Regions from separate parts of the Mus musculus genome. Here all the other regions are linked to region 1. Evidence: chromatin contacts called from public promoter capture Hi-C data. All regions are on one chromosome and are shown on one strand. Each heading gives the region's core, a stretch centred on a gene start, on an enhancer-like site or on the middle of the called end of the contact. The rest is flanking DNA. Distances are from core to core; before and after follow the strand shown. Region 1 holds the start of Zfp229 (zinc finger protein 229). Region 2 holds the start of Pkmyt1 (protein kinase, membrane associated tyrosine/threonine 1). Region 3 holds the start of Zscan10 (zinc finger and SCAN domain containing 10). Region 4 holds the start of 6330415G19Rik (RIKEN cDNA 6330415G19 gene). Region 5 holds the start of Zfp945 (zinc finger protein 945).

Region 1 (2,879 bases), core at 117-2,616:
AGATGTCACAGATGGACCAAAGGTGGGAGAGCTCTGAAAGGCCTGGTCTCCAGGCCAGTTCCTATATGCATTTTATAGTCTATAAGCACAAGGTGGGGCCAGAAGGAAAGTAAGCAGGACTTCCCTGAAGCATCAAGGCAGTTAGCTTGGAGGTTTTTCAAATGCAGGTTACAGCTGACAGATGTAAGCTTTGCGGGTAAGGTAGGTAAGGGCAAGACTTTTGTTTCCGCCACCTCTCCAGGTCATTCTGTTCCAAGTAGCAAGATGAAGTTGCAGAACACTACAGCAGTGCTTTAAGTAAATCATTCAATAAATCAGTAATTCAGTATCAAATAAATGGTCTTTTCTACCTTATCCCACTTTAATTCTAACATGAAGTCTCTATGCAAAAAGCCCCGTGAAGAGAGTGTAGGCATTCCCTCTTTTCCTGGGACAAGTCCACAGCCACATCACTGGAGATCAACAAATCCTGAAATAAAAAGCAACACTTTGGCCACCTGCCCTTGAGTAAAGTGCAGGTTATGAACCAAGGGCACATTGAATTGGAGACTGTTTTCTGAAGTAAGTAAGCAGCCACAGTTATGCAAAGGTCCTTTCTACTGTGGTGCTTTGTCACTGAACATACTGTAGGGTCTGATATCTTCACACTCAGCATGCATAAGGTGACTTTCTGGACTCTAAGATGTAACATTAAGACCCTCACCTGGAATACAAGATTTTGAGTACTGTATTTACATCATAGAATGTGTGCATCTCAGATGTCAAGTTAGTGATAAAATTCTACAGAGTAAATATTAATGATTACAACTATAACTGTGGAGTTTGTGAAAATATATTTGTGATTCTTCTGTCGATCCTTATGTGACTAATATCTAACAAGTTTTTTAGGTTGACAATCCACCAGCTCTAAATGCTACTCTCTTGAAAAGCTTGGATAATTTAAAGTGTTTTGTTCTTTCCGAACTAACAAAGAGAATTGTGAGATTTTTAAGAGAATATGTTGAAAACCTTACAAGAAAAAAAAAAGTCAGGAATTGTCCAGTTCTTAGGAGCTCATGAGAGCAGAGTCCTAATGAGTAGCCCAGAAACCGATCACACCCTACTCCGCTCCAGCCCCGCAGCGCCTCTGACCTGGGAGGTTCCAGGGCCGCCGGGCTGCGGTTTCCGCCGCCGCGCTGCTGACTCTACCAGGATGCCCCGCGCGGCACCTGCGGCTCTCGGGAGTTTTCACGTCTCCGCAAGACCCTGGGCAGTGTCCTTGGCCCAGATTCTGCACTAGGTGTCCCCGGAAATTTCTGAGGGAAAGGCGAGTTTTGCTGAGGCCCTCTCCCGCTTTTGGGAATATGTTGCCTACTCTGGTCCCACCCACTATTAAGTGTCCTCTCACCGTACCCAATCCCGCCCACCTACTTCCTGTTCCGTTTACTTTCCCAAGGGTCCCAGCTATGTTGTTCTGAAAACTGCAAGTATCCAACGCCCACTGGGCGGCAGACACCTTAAGAAATGTCAATTGCCATGGGAAAGGGTGAAAAGGGGGCAGTGTTCTCTAAGGACGGCAAATTAGAGGCAGACTACAAAACAGTTCTAGAGACTGTTCAATGGCGTGAAAGCCCAAAGAAAGGGTTCAAATATCTGAACGAAACTTAAAAATGACAGAACAAAATGACTGGAGATCAAGAAATCACAAGCAAAGGGTGGAGAGAAAAATGAGGACTAAATAGATGAATCCAATAAGGCCAGGTGTTAAGGAAAACTTAATATGAAGTAACGGGGAAAAAGGAAATTCACTGGGCAGTAGTGTTGCAAGCCTGTAAAATCTCAGCACTCAGAAGGCAGAGCCAGGCCTGAGTTCAAGGCCAGCCTGGCCTACAGAGTGAGTTCCAGCACAGCCAGGGCTACATAACGAGATCCAGTCTTGAAAAAAAAAAAAAAAAGTAGAAGCTCTCAGTAAACATAGGCTATATTTCTTGGTAATCTGTTCCTGGCATTTTTGACTTCCTTAATTTTCCTGGTAAACGTTGTGCATGTCCCTTTGCGTGTGTCTATGTGTGTATGTGTTGTTGTTGTTTCTTCAGAGCAATATGTCTTCAGTGTTTATGTCACAGGTCGCGTGGAGTATCAACATCCTGAATCTTTGATGCTTTGATCTTGGGATTCTTTGTTTAAAGGCTTTCTGACAGCACATTGGCAGGCATCAATTTCTTTACAGACATTGAAAGGAATTCGACCCTCCCACCCTTTACTTGACATCAGGCACATACTGCTTTGGGTAAAGACACTGTTCTTCATGGGAAAACCTTGTCATTCCCATTACTGACTGGGACAACAAAACCCTTTTGCTCTTTAAGCAGAACATAAACAAATACTTCCGTGGCCAAGTGCCTCTCGTAGAAACTACAAAGTTAAGTTCTTCAGCCACTTAAGTGGCTAAATTTTATGAACACAGCATCAACACACATAAAATAGGACTCTAATTACAATGCTGCCTACTTGTGTTGGACTGATCAAATCTAAAATAGAACAAACATACAATTTGTGTTAAAAAAAATCAAGTAAAATATTTGGGGGTTATATCCCCCAGGGAAAAAGATTCCCAAGGAAGCCATCCCACTGAGTTACCAATTTCACAAAATAAGCCAAGTAATTATCCTTTGCTTCTCACATGCTGAAATAATAAAATATGAGTGCTTCAAATTAGAGGCAAGATATTTTTCCATTTAGCTTCAATGTTATACTAAAAATACTGTTTTACTTATTAAAAACAAATATGTACAGTTTTTAAACTTTAAAAACTATAGCCCATGTATTTTAGTCAAAATATAGATCAACAAACTGAAGAGATATCATTAAAGAAAAACAACAAAAACCAGTAACCCTAG
Region 2 (2,879 bases), core at 253-2,752, 2.0 Mb before region 1:
AAGCAATAGAAAGTGTCCATTTTAGGGGAAGCCACAATGTATCAAAGGAGCCACACCTAACCTCTAGTAGTAGCTAGATCAAATTACTACTTAGGTTAAGTACTTAAGAGGCTTGCTGGAAGGCCCTCTTGTTATGGATCTATTTACTTCAAGAATCCCATCCCAGAGGTGGCCTTTAGCTTAGTGATAGAGTACATGCCTGGCACCATCAGCGTCCTGCATTTGATGCCCACCCTAAGAAAAAAAAAAACAAATCCCATCCCAGGTCTTCTGTAAGGATCCACGATCATGCTTGTTAATTAAACCTACAGTCTTGAAGGGGACGTGGGTGGGGGAGGTAAGAGTACTTGCTGCCCTTCCAAAGGACCAGGTTTGATTCCCTGACACACAAGCGTCTGTAACTCCAATTCCAAAGGGATCTGACACCCTTTTCTGACCTATGTGGGCACTAGGCACAAACAGACAAAAATACACATGCATTAAAAAGAGTAAAAACTTTTTTTTTTTAAAGGAAGAAGGAATACAGTCTCCATGCCTAGCACCTGGGAGTCCATCACCTTCTGTTTCAGCCAGAGAGACCATTCCCTCTCAATGCCATTTTCATTTCAACATCACTGGTCATTTACATTCTAATACCTCTGGCCTGGTCAAACAGCTTTTATGGGGTGAGAAGGGTTGGTAGTGGAGTCCCGGCTGAGTACAGAGTGTCCCTGAGCCACTGGGTTTCCAGGGACCTCACCCTCTTACTGAGCTGTACCCATCTGTTGACCACCATCTAGCGTTAGACTGTGAGTTTCTCCCGTGCAGGGCCACTGCTGAATCCGTTCGGTAGGCGAGGGGGAACTCTGACAAACCATTGCGTAAACAGGCTGTCACCCGGGGGTGGAGGGGCTCTTCCCAGAGAGCCGCGGGAGAAAGAGAGGCAGTGCTGGAAAAGGAGCGCCCAATGGGAAGGGACAGGGGACCCGCGGGAGTAGGCGGGGCGTGGGCGACAGCGCTGACCTGGAGTCATCCGAGGGCTAGTCCGGCCCGTGACAGACACGGAGGGGTGGGGCTGCTGCAGGGGGGTGGGGGGGTGACCGGATACTGAGAAGAGGCCGGAGGGCAGTCGCGGGGCGCAGCGCGGCAGGAGCGCGGGCCAGGGCGCCGGCGGAAGAGCGGCGCAACCGGGAGATCTCACCCGGGTGTGGGCTCACCTGGGGAGGCTGGGCGTGGCGCAGCGTGGCGCAGCGTGGCGCAGCAGCGAGGTCCCAGGTTCCGGGTCGGCGGGGGCCGCTGGGGACCTCACAGAGGCCAGGCAGGCCGGGGTCGGGCAGCGGGGCCTCTGGACACCGGGACGAAGCACCCTCCAAGAAGGGGAACCGCCCGTGAACGCGCGCGGAGCCAGCTCGCGCCAAAAATTCCAAACCGGCCTCGAGGCCCCGCCCAGGCTCGCCCGTGGTCCCGCCCCCGCCTGGTGCAGCGGGTCTAGCGCCCGGGGCATTGGCCCCGCCTCGCGTCTTGCGTGCGCACCGAGGTCTCCCCGCCTCCGAAGTTTGCCGGAGCGCTCTCACTGCGCAGACGCAACTCTTCGAGGCCTATTGCGGCGGGAACGATCCTTGGCCCCTCTCTGTCGGTATTTGTCGGCCTTCACACTATGGTCCCCACACCAGCTGCTCTCTATTGGCTGCCTTAATATTCGTGTCCATAAAAGGGGCAGGTAAGGGCCCTGCAGCCAAGTGGCATCTCCTCAAGGAGTTGCCACTGGGGACAGCACAAGCGAATGTCCCACTACTTATAATCTTATGCATATTCAGACACCGGTCTTCATCATCCCAGGATAGCGATTGGTAGCGCCTGTTCTAAGACGGTGGAGTCTCCTTGTAAATAGGCTGTCTGAGGCCGATTCTTACATCCTTTAGCTCAGAACCTTGTGCTCAACTGACTCCTCTCAGTCACTTCCTGGCCTCACAACCTCTGGTACATGATGGGTTGTCACTTTTCTTCTAAACGTGGAGCCGAGGAACCTAGGACAATTTCTTTAAAGAAGGTCTGCACAGAACAAAGTGGGGTGGAGCTTGCTTCATGGAGAAAGGGACCTTTATTGATTTCAACTAGAAGTGAAAAATCATGCTTTATAGCCAATCTCTCTAAAATGCTCCTGCAATCTCTTGGAACAACAGTGGGAAGGAAGGCCAGGCCCTACTTAAGCCTGAGATCAAGAGCTGGGGTACCGCCCACCTCCAAGCCCTTCCCTTTGCTTTAGTGACTTTGAGAGCCAGAACAGTTGTGACTTGGTCTAGTCCTTGTTGAGAACCCTAGACAGGTCCCTCTCCAACTATTTAGAGCTATTTTCTGCCAGCTCCGTTTTCTGGACAGGCCTCCCCTTCTTCCAACCATTTATTCCTCAAAGTCTAATTCATAATGATTAAAACACACTAACACACACACAGTAACAAAAAACAAAACAAAACAAAACAAACAAACAAACAAAAAACTGCACTGGTACATGTCTATACCCCAAGCACAGAGGCGGCTGAGGCAGAAAGGTCACATGAGCCTAGGAATTGGAGGCCAGTGGGTACTATAACAATATTCCTGGGGCTGGAGAGATGGCTCAGTGGTTAAGAGCACTGACTGTTCTTCCAGAGGTCCTGAATTCAATTCCCAGAAACCACATGGTGGCTCACAGCCATCTGTAATGCCTTCTTCTGGTGTGCCTGAAGACAACTACAGTGTACTCACATACATAAAATAAATAAAATCTTAAAAAAAGAAAGAAAGAAAAAGAAAACTCAATTAAAACAAAACAAAACAAAAAAACGAAACAAGATGCCTGTCCTCAGATAAACCACTAAGTAAAAGTTGGGTAAAGTGGTGTATAGCTCTGTAATCCCAAC
Region 3 (2,879 bases), core at 240-2,739, 1.9 Mb before region 1:
TAGAAACAAAAAGGAAAAGGAGAGAGAGGTTATGGAGCCAGCCACAGGTGAGGCAGGACTGAAAGTTTCAGGCTCGCCTGGACTTAAGTGAAGTACAAAGCTGGCTTGGGCAACTTAGTGAGATTCTTTCTCAAAAATAAAAACACAAAGAGGGGTTGGAGTAGTATCTTCAGGGCCTGTGCCCAGCCAGCACATCGAGCCCTAATTTCTGGCTCACACACACAGGAAACAGCATTGCATTTCGCTGTCTGAAGAAGCATATGAAATATGATATGGAGGCGCTCCAGGCTCAGAGCGTGGCTGCTTTTCCGGAGCTCATGAGACTTCAAGTCCCAGAACTCACATGGCAACTCCCAACTGTTGGTGGGACCCAGTTCCCTCTTATAGTGCGCAGATGCACATTCATACAAACCCTCTGTATATAAAATAAATAAACCTTAAAAAAATAAAAACAATTAGAGAGTGAAGTCACTCTGGCCACTCTGCAGCAGATGCTCGTGAGTTCCAAGCGTTTAGCAGCCCAGTCAGTTGCCTGCTGCTCACTTCATCCCGCCCGGACTCACTTGCTAGATCAACCTATTAATCCTACAGGTTCAGAGAGTCCAAGGTGATTTACTCACAGCTTCACCCGGTGCTGCAATACTGCTTGCTAAAGTGGAAATGGGGTTCCGAACCCACTATTTGCGTCCTACCCCATGAAATTTTGCCAGTATTAGCTTGGAGTATGACAGCATAGATAAGAAAGAGAGAATTCTAGATTCTGGTCAAAGGCCCGCCTAACCACACAGCAGCTGGAATTTCTAGGTGAGGACTTGCCAGAGGTTTCCAAGAGATGGAATTCAGGCAAGTAGGCCTTAGAAAGCCTGTCCCTCCCCCAGGTCTCCAGGACAAAAGGCCTATTAATATGCACCTCTGTAGGGGGTTGGCTGGGTGTGGGGCGAGAAAGCTCTTTAGTGAAATCTGGCCGGTCTAAATTTGTATGTAGGTACTGCTATAAAATCCACCTACACACTAGGGAGCTAGAGTGGTCCTCTGCAAGAAATAACCCCCTTTCTCTGCTAGCAGTCTAACTTGCTCAACTCTGTTAACTTGTTTTTTTTTTTTTTTTTTTTTTTTTTTTTAAGGCAGAGATCCCCTTCTGGTGCTAGGAACGCATGGCATCGTCACTTCTGGGACCCTCCCTCATGTCTCCAAGGCCACAAATGCATCATGCTGTGTGGCCTTGGAGTCTCCAGCACGAGTTACCCGCTCATTATAACCAAGACTTTTCTAGCTCTCAGCCTACCAGTAGGTCCCCCGAAACACCCTTCACTCTCCACAGTGCTGTAAGCCTACACCCCAGCCCTCCAACTCACCACTCCAGGTACCGACGCCTGAGGCCGAGATGTTTGGGGATCCTTGGGAGAATTCAGGGTAAGAGGCAGCGTAGCCTAGTTTGGGAAAGGAATCCCGGGAAATGGAACAGGAAGTTCCCTGCCTGACCCATCCCTTTCAGGTAAGGGGATAAAGGGGCTTCCAGGAATTAACCCTTCACCTCCCAGTCTGGGTGGGGTAAGGAAGAGGGAGGAGCCAGAAACAAACCAAGGGAAAAGTGATGACTCCAGATTCTAACTTTGCCAAGCTTCTGTAAGAGTTAAGTTACTCTAAGCCAGAGCTTCTCCATCTACGCGGAGACAGACTGATGCCCTTTTGGGGCCAAGAGCTTCTGTTTTACGTGCTTGCTGTGTGTAGGCCTCTTTGCTTGGCTTTTCATTCATACAACAAATATTTATCTACATGTTTATTAAACAGCAGGCTCTAAGGACATGGAGCTAAACTGAGGAATGAGGCCCTGCCCCAGGTGGATTTGGGGTGTGGGGGTTGCATTCCAAGGAACAGATGAGACTGCAGTTGTAAGAAAATAAAATAGGTCAATTAGAGTGGAAAACACCTTTAATTCCAGCACTCAGGAGGCAGAGGCAGGTGGATCTCTTATTAGTTCAAGACCAGCCTGGTCTACATATTGAGTTACAGGTTATAGTTACGTGGTGAGACCTTGTCTCAAAGTAGAAAAGGAGGGGGACAGAAGGCAGGTGTGATGGTTTACACCTGCAGTGCTATCTTTTCCAGGTTCAGCTAAGGCTGGAAGAGTGCCCTGAATTCCAGATGGGCTTGGTGTAACAGAGTGAACTTGTCTCAAAAACTCAAAACCAAAGGGATACATCTCAGTTGGTAGAATGCTTTCCTGCCAAGCAGGAAGCACACATCATAAAATTGGGCATGATCGTGCACACTTGTAATCTCTGCATCTGGGAAATGGAGGCAGGCCTCTTTCAGCTAATATGAAGTCTGAAGTCACTGGGCTACATGAAATCCCGCCTCAAAACAAACAAACAAAAACCTGGGCCACTGACTTCCACAAGTAGTCCTCTGACTTCCACATGTGCCCCCACCCAACCTATAAATAAGTAAATAAATAAATGTAGTGAGAAAAAAATTAAAACATACACCGACAAGAAGATGTGATAAAGATGAGTGTTCCTCAGTCCATATAGCTTTTAAAAGTCTCCCCCACCAGAATCCTGCTAGTGGCTTTGTCCTACTAACAGCGCCCTCCGCCTCGCCCCGCCTCTCAGGAGAAGTTACCTCCACAAACCCTTTGGAGCCCACTTTAAAGTCAAACTCTCCCCTTTGCATTGATGGGCTTTCTTAGTTACATGCTCCCAAATACAGAGGAGGATTCCTTCCGGGAATCAGTGGTGCTATCTGGAGTGTCCACCCCGTTCTAGAGTGCACTACATCACTCGCGGGGTCAAGGAAACTCGGCGCTGGTCGCCCCCAAAGCCCTGATGTCTCAGACTGTCGTGACTAGGCCCAGCCTTGCTCTGGCTGCTCCTAAG
Region 4 (2,879 bases), core at 279-2,778, 1.8 Mb before region 1:
AGTAAATATTTGTTGTACATTGATTATACCCAAATATTCACTCTACAAATATCGGCAACTTCTTCCTGATGCAAGAAGTCCCTGACCCTGTGCTGGTCTGAAGCCAGTTACCCAGAATGCTCTCTGCTTCCCCTCCTCACTTCTTCCACCCACAATAGGCCACTGAAGGTTGGGATGTCAGCCCAAGGTTGACTCTGACCCCATCCCCTCACCTAGGCTGTGTGGCTTATCGGGATGAAAAGGGCTCGGACTTTGTCCAGACACTGGTGGAGGTCATCAGAGCCAACCCTGGAAGAGATCTCCTTGAGCTGCTGACTGAGGTGTGAGGAACGGGGTTAGGAGGGGAGAAAGAGGGGCTGGATCTGTGGGAGTGTTCTCATTACCTTCCACTTAACCCAGGGAAAGGAGAAGCAAGGAGAAGGCTCTCTCTCTCTCTCTCTCTCTCTCTCTCCCTCCCTCCCTCCCTCCCTCCCTCCCTCCCTCCCTCCCTCCCTCCCTCCCTCCCTCTTGCCCTCACATCAAGAGATGCTCAAATACAGGGCACATTGGTCAGACAAACTCAGCAGCAGCTATTACATACACTAAATAAAGTTCAGGAGAGGAGGACACCAGAAGCCATTGGGAGGAGGGGACTGAGGTGGGGGGTATACTGGGAAGTAGAAGGAGCCAGCAGGGGGTGCAGGAAGGGAGGTGCCACTGGGTTGTTACAGAATAGGGTCAGTTCATTTGTACAGTTTTGCAGGCTAATAGGGAGGTCCTCTTCTTGTGTTGAGGTCAGGGTGGGCAATGCTGGTCTGGCTGATTATATGATTATATATATGGGGTGGGGAGCCTTTCCCTTTGGGTGGGGGACTTTTTGGTTGAGAGCAAGGAGCTCATGTAAAACTGCTGGGTTAGTATTAGGCTCAAAGATGATTAGGTAGCACTTGAAATTTTAGGCTTACAGAACAACAGACACAAGAGTCGGTCATTGAGGAGCATGCCTGTAGCTGGGAGGTAGTGGCAGGACCAGAGACTGAGACCAGCCTAGGATTCATAGACTATTTCAGAAAGTATCGACCTCTCCGCAAAAACCCCTCCAGCAGACAATGACTGCAGTGGGTGTGATGGACTGAGCCCCTCAGGGCCTAGCTGAGTGTCAACAGGGTCAACAGGCGGGTGTGTGAGCTGGACGTCCTGGGGCCAGACAGTGATGAGCTGTGCAAAGCCTGCCTGGAGATCCGCAGCTTGCTCAGGCGCCGGCTCTGTTTATAGGACGAGCAACCTCACCACTTCCCCTACATCCCCTCTTCACACCCTGTCATCGATGCAGCAGTTTGGGCGTGGGAGCTCACATAGCGCCAATAAATATGTATGTGTTCATGATCGGCGTGCTCCGGAAAATGTATGCTCTTTCTGAAATACGTGAGATAATGGGGAAAGTTACCTGGTAGTAGATAGGGGATCGACTGTGCTCTCGGGAACCAGAGGTTGAATCGGGTCTGTGCTTCCTGTCTGGGACTACGGAACCTCACAAGGCTGACCTGGATATGCTGGGAGAGGCTTAGGGAGAAAGAAGTTCTGGGAAGGATCATCTCCGGAACTATAACTCTCGCCTCGCTGAGTCCCTGATGCGGGCGGTCTCAATCTCCACATGGCGCTGGGGCCATGGAGTTGCCAGAGAGGCGAGCCAGCACGGGTCTGGAGACTGGAAAAGACAATTGTGGATACTTCAGTGACGTGATAGGGCAAGTTCATGTGGGTTGTCCCTGGTCTTGAGTTGAGGGCCAGCCAATGGAGGAGATCTGAAAGACGAGCCTCTAGGATCCGGAAGGGCTTCTGCTGACTGACTGCTCAGGAGTCTGATTATATCGGTTCAAACTTGTGGAGGCTCCTTTGAGACTGTCACTAAATAGATTGGCTCAATAGGTAGGATTTTTCTTTGGTTTAAGCATGCGCAGTAGGCGCTTGAATAAGTCTTATGGAGAGAGCTAAGGCCTGAGTCAGTGTAGGGCCGCGTGGCCTAATGGATAAGGCGTCTGATTCCGGATCAGAAGATTGGGGGTTCGAGTCCCTTCGTGGTCGCTGCGTGCATTTGCTTTTTAAAAACCTACCTTAAAATTTCCCATTCTCAAATTTGCTTTTCAAACTCTTGTCTGGTACCCCGGAAGGAAGACCAGCATGTTTGTATTAAGTAGGTGAAGTTATTATCTCAAGACAGACTACGAGCAGCTCGAATTAGTGCCAAGGAAAGGAACCGAATAGATGCTAGATTGGATTGCTTACGTGGTGGGTGGGAGGTGTCCCAAGGGAACGTTAAAGACATTTGATTAAAATAAAAAACTCAGTAGGCTATCTGGGTGAATGCAATTGTCACTGAACTGAACACTTGAAAATAACTAAAGCAGTAAATTCGGTTTATATGTCCACAGCTTTAAAATCCATGAAACAGTAAGAAAATTAGATTTCTTACAATGTCCAGGCACACCTGTAATGCCGGTATTTAGGAGGCGGAGGCAGGGGAATTAAAAGCCACTGGGCTACATGAGATCCTGTCTCAACAACAACAGAGGCGTCTCCTTACAGGTCCAGTGTAAATATAAATTTTTAAATAGCAAGAATATGTCCCAGATTGAGTTGACATTTAACCTGGTGTGTGTGTGTGGGATATCTCTATTTAAGGGATTCGGTCTAAGTGGAACCGTTGTCATCCCTACAACTCCCAGGAGAACCACAGAATGGGAGGGCGGGGTACCAGCTCACGTGACAGAGCCTTGTGCAGAATAATTTTCTCTTTAATGTTACAGTGGCTTAATAAAGCTTGCAAATATGTTATATCAGACACACACATGAGATAAAGGAGAGTCAAAAGGACACGAGGATAACGCAACTGGGCCGGA
Region 5 (2,879 bases), core at 122-2,621, 1.1 Mb before region 1:
TCCTTCTTTCCTTCCTTCCTTCCTTTCCTTAAAGGACAAAAATTCCGTATGAAAATTCAGTGATAATGCAGAAAGATGAGGCTGTCAAATATGCAGAAAATAAGCAATGTATATGGGCACAATCATAAACAAGTCAGTTACATCATGCCATCTATAGCTCTGGGAATATTAAGGAAGAGGAAGGAGAAAGAAGTAAGGAGAAAAGATGAGATGGCCATAACATGTCATTCTCCAGATTCCATACAACTATTGTAGTCAGTGACTCAGAGCACCTGTATTTACCTGCACTGACCTCACTCAAGACTAACCCTAGCTACAATCAGTCTCCAAAGAGGAGAGGGTCACAGGACCCCACCCTGACTGTGGCAATAAGTCAGTTTTAGGAGAAGGGGAAATCACTGTGCTTAGTTGTGTCTCATCTGCTGAGACCAGCAGGTTCCAAAACATAGTTCCAAAACCAGTGTCTCACAGATGATCCTGATTAATCATGATGGGTCACAAAACAAAATGAATCGAAATGAATATGAGAAAGAGAGAGAGAGAGAGAGTGAGAGAGAGAGAGAGAGAGAAGGAGATTAGTTGGAAGTATGGGCCAGAATTGTAGGGAGTGGGGAATTACAGTGTGCACTACTTATTAAATTCAGTTTGCATATTCTATATTGTCACTACTTCCTTCAGGCATTTGCTATTGTTTTGTTGCCCACAACCATTTTGTTCCTATTTTGAGTTTATTAACATACTTTACAAACTTTGACCTTCTTGAACATGACTCTGGTTTTCAGTTCTGTATATTGGATATTTAAGCTCCTTTCCTTAGGGGATACAGATATGATTAGTGTTTAGAGGCAACAACGTTCAATTTTTGTTTTATTTTGTTTTGGGAAAAGGATCTGAGTGAGCATCAGAATTTACTCCTCTGTGTGTGTGTGTGTGTGTGTGTGTGTGTGTGTGCTGGTATTCCAAGGAGGGGAAGTTAGAATAACATATCTGATGGGATCAGAACCCATGTTGGAGGTCAGATACTGGGTGCATCATCCTATTTGATCCAATTCTGGTCAAGCCTGGCAACAAGTATAGGGGATGATGAGAGCAAAGAGCAAGTCCAGGTCTGGCAGCTGGAGCTGTGTGGCAGGCTGCCCAAAACTGAGTGGGAGGAGCTGTTCCTGATGGGTGGACACCCCTGTCTGAGCAGATGATTTAGGGGGGTGGGGGTGGGGCAAAACAAAACCAGCTGGGAAGTAAAGTAAATTAAAGTAAAACAGGCCTATAGTAAGCGGGTTTAAAGGAATCGCATAACCGGAAGTGGGCTATGTTGGGCGGGTACAGGAGGAGCTTCTCTAAGAAAACAAGCGTGAGTGACAGGAAATTCCACCTTTCCCTGAAGAACTCAGGGAGCCGCACGGTCTGGAAGTGGGGTTGGAAGAACCCGGCCGTGTATTAGGGTACCCGAAAACTTCCTTAAGACTCAGGTGCCTCTGGGAGCATTTTGGAAGCGTCAGCAGCCCGGCAGCGGGAACCTCCCAGGTCAGAGGGGCTGGGGGGCTGGGAAAAGGGTGGGAGCGGAGAAGCAGGGGTGTGTTTTCCTCCGCGGCTCTTAAGGACGCCGCTTTCATAATTCTGCCATGGTTATCTTAGCGTTGTCGGGAAGTTTGAGATCCTATGAACTGGGGGTTTATCGTGATGTTTTCGTTTATCTTATGGTTGCCAGAATATTTTCCGAAAATAATCTCGTAGAGCATTTGCAGAATCTGCAGTTCGCACGCAGAGCTCTCTTTGCTCCAGCAGTTACAAAGCTCCTCGAATTCAAATTCACTCATGCTTTCTTAACACCCCTGTTCCACCATTTCCTATTCAAGAGAGTGGCCATTGGCCCGGAGAATGGGCATCCTCGGAGAGTTTTGCAGATATTAGTCATCTGAAGAACCAGTTGAGATTTGATTGAGTCAGAAAATATACATGACTAAGCACCATAGTTAGAGCTGTGAACTTTAAATATTACTGGGCAAAGCTTTACTCCCCGTTTTGCTTTGGTTTTGGTTTTGGTTTCCATCTTAGATGTGCACACTCTGTGATGTAAATACTGCAGTCAGAAATGTGTCTTTATATGTTGAGTTACAACTGAAAACTGAGGACGTGACTGCTCTAAGGTATGGTTGAGGAGAAAATTTATTGTAAGTTATGTTAATCCTGAGATTTGCCTGAGACAAATCAGTACCACCATTTGGGCAAGTATTATTAAATATTAAATACTGACCAAGCTATGGACTTTGGCCTCATGCTACAGGAGTTTATAAAGACAAACCTGCATACATTCCCATGAGAGTTTGTTACTTTTCCAAGAACTACAACTCCCAGCATTTTAGGAAGTTATTTGGTTCTTGGGTAGGTAGTGCTTACATGTTAATTTTGGGCTTCACAGTATGAGAGAACAGAGGTATCTGGAAGGGTCCAAACTTAACCTGGCCGTGACTTGGGGGGTTGAAAGGGGGAGTTAGGGAATAGGAGGCTCCCAAGAGAGGAAACAGGTGCCAAGGAAACAGTTATCCAAAGATGTCCACTATGATATATTAATAGGCACCTCAGTTAGCCATTTTTCCTAAGCTCCTTTGATATCTAACAAGGCCAGACCAGCATGCATGCTGTGGAAGGGCAATGTCAAGCCACCTTATTGTTATAGATAGAAAACTCACTCTAAATTAAATAAAATTAGAAAGCCCTTTTTGAATAATTATGATTGCTCACTTACATCAGAAACGTGTCTCCTTAGTTCAAGAAAAGCACATGTGGCCAAACTGTTCATTATTTCATGGTCTGTTGATATTGAATTCTGTGACTATGGACTTCTTACCTAGACCCTGCAGTCAGGGCTTTTTTTCAGA

Evidence for each region. Promoter capture Hi-C pulls out the DNA fragments that hold promoters and counts their contacts.
Region 2: a promoter capture Hi-C map of stem cell-derived epiblast-like cells shows a contact between it and region 1, with 7 times the contacts expected there. The contact joins the promoter of Pkmyt1 here to the promoter of Zfp229 in region 1. A contact is called at or near these places in 8 of 39 promoter capture datasets (the 3T3-L1 cell line, cranial neural crest, embryonic stem cells and 5 more).
Region 3: a promoter capture Hi-C map of pre-B cells shows a contact between it and region 1, with 8 times the contacts expected there. The contact joins the promoter of Zscan10 here to the promoter of Zfp229 in region 1. A contact is called at or near these places in 12 of 39 promoter capture datasets (the 3T3-L1 cell line, the C10 cell line, the HPC-7 cell line and 9 more), 1 of 115 datasets of contacts at active chromatin or transcription factors (stem cell-derived neural progenitor cells) and 1 of 9 other capture datasets (liver).
Region 4: a contact with region 1 is called in a promoter capture Hi-C map of the HPC-7 cell line. The contact joins the promoter of 6330415G19Rik here to the promoter of Zfp229 in region 1. A contact is called at or near these places in 12 of 39 promoter capture datasets (the 3T3-L1 cell line, the C10 cell line, the HPC-7 cell line and 8 more), 3 of 115 datasets of contacts at active chromatin or transcription factors (astrocytes, large pre-B cells and stem cell-derived neural progenitor cells) and 3 of 9 other capture datasets (adipose tissue, liver and pancreatic islet).
Region 5: a contact with region 1 is called in a promoter capture Hi-C map of liver, with 15 times the contacts expected there. The contact joins the promoter of Zfp945 here to the promoter of Zfp229 in region 1. A contact is called at or near these places in 11 of 39 promoter capture datasets (the 3T3-L1 cell line, the C10 cell line, the HPC-7 cell line and 6 more).

What each region holds. Positions count from the first base shown.
Region 1 is chr17:21,732,211-21,735,089 of GRCm38.p6, reverse strand. It overlaps Zfp229 (zinc finger protein 229), which reads right to left and starts at 1,366. Exons shown (of 6, transcript NM_001164676.1): 1 at 1,132-1,366.
Region 2 is chr17:23,724,959-23,727,837 of GRCm38.p6, reverse strand. Pkmyt1 (protein kinase, membrane associated tyrosine/threonine 1) reads right to left here and starts at 1,502. Exons shown (of 8, transcript NM_023058.3): 1 at 1,197-1,502. 1520401A03Rik (elastin) reads left to right here and starts at 1,387. Exons shown (of 41, transcript XM_017317755.2): 1 at 1,387-1,699.
Region 3 is chr17:23,599,436-23,602,314 of GRCm38.p6, reverse strand. It overlaps Zscan10 (zinc finger and SCAN domain containing 10), which reads right to left and starts at 1,489. Exons shown (of 7, transcript NM_001289481.1): 1 at 1,356-1,489. It also overlaps a transcript of Zfp13 not described here.
Region 4 is chr17:23,549,448-23,552,326 of GRCm38.p6, reverse strand. It overlaps 6330415G19Rik (RIKEN cDNA 6330415G19 gene), which reads right to left and starts at 1,528. Exons shown (of 2, transcript NR_126484.1): 1 at 1,427-1,528. n-TRccg2 (a tRNA gene) reads left to right here and starts at 1,992; the gene lies at 1,992-2,064. It also overlaps the pseudogene Casp16.
Region 5 is chr17:22,865,626-22,868,504 of GRCm38.p6, reverse strand. Zfp945 (zinc finger protein 945) reads left to right here and starts at 1,371. Exons shown (of 5, transcript NM_001110254.1): 1 at 1,371-1,524.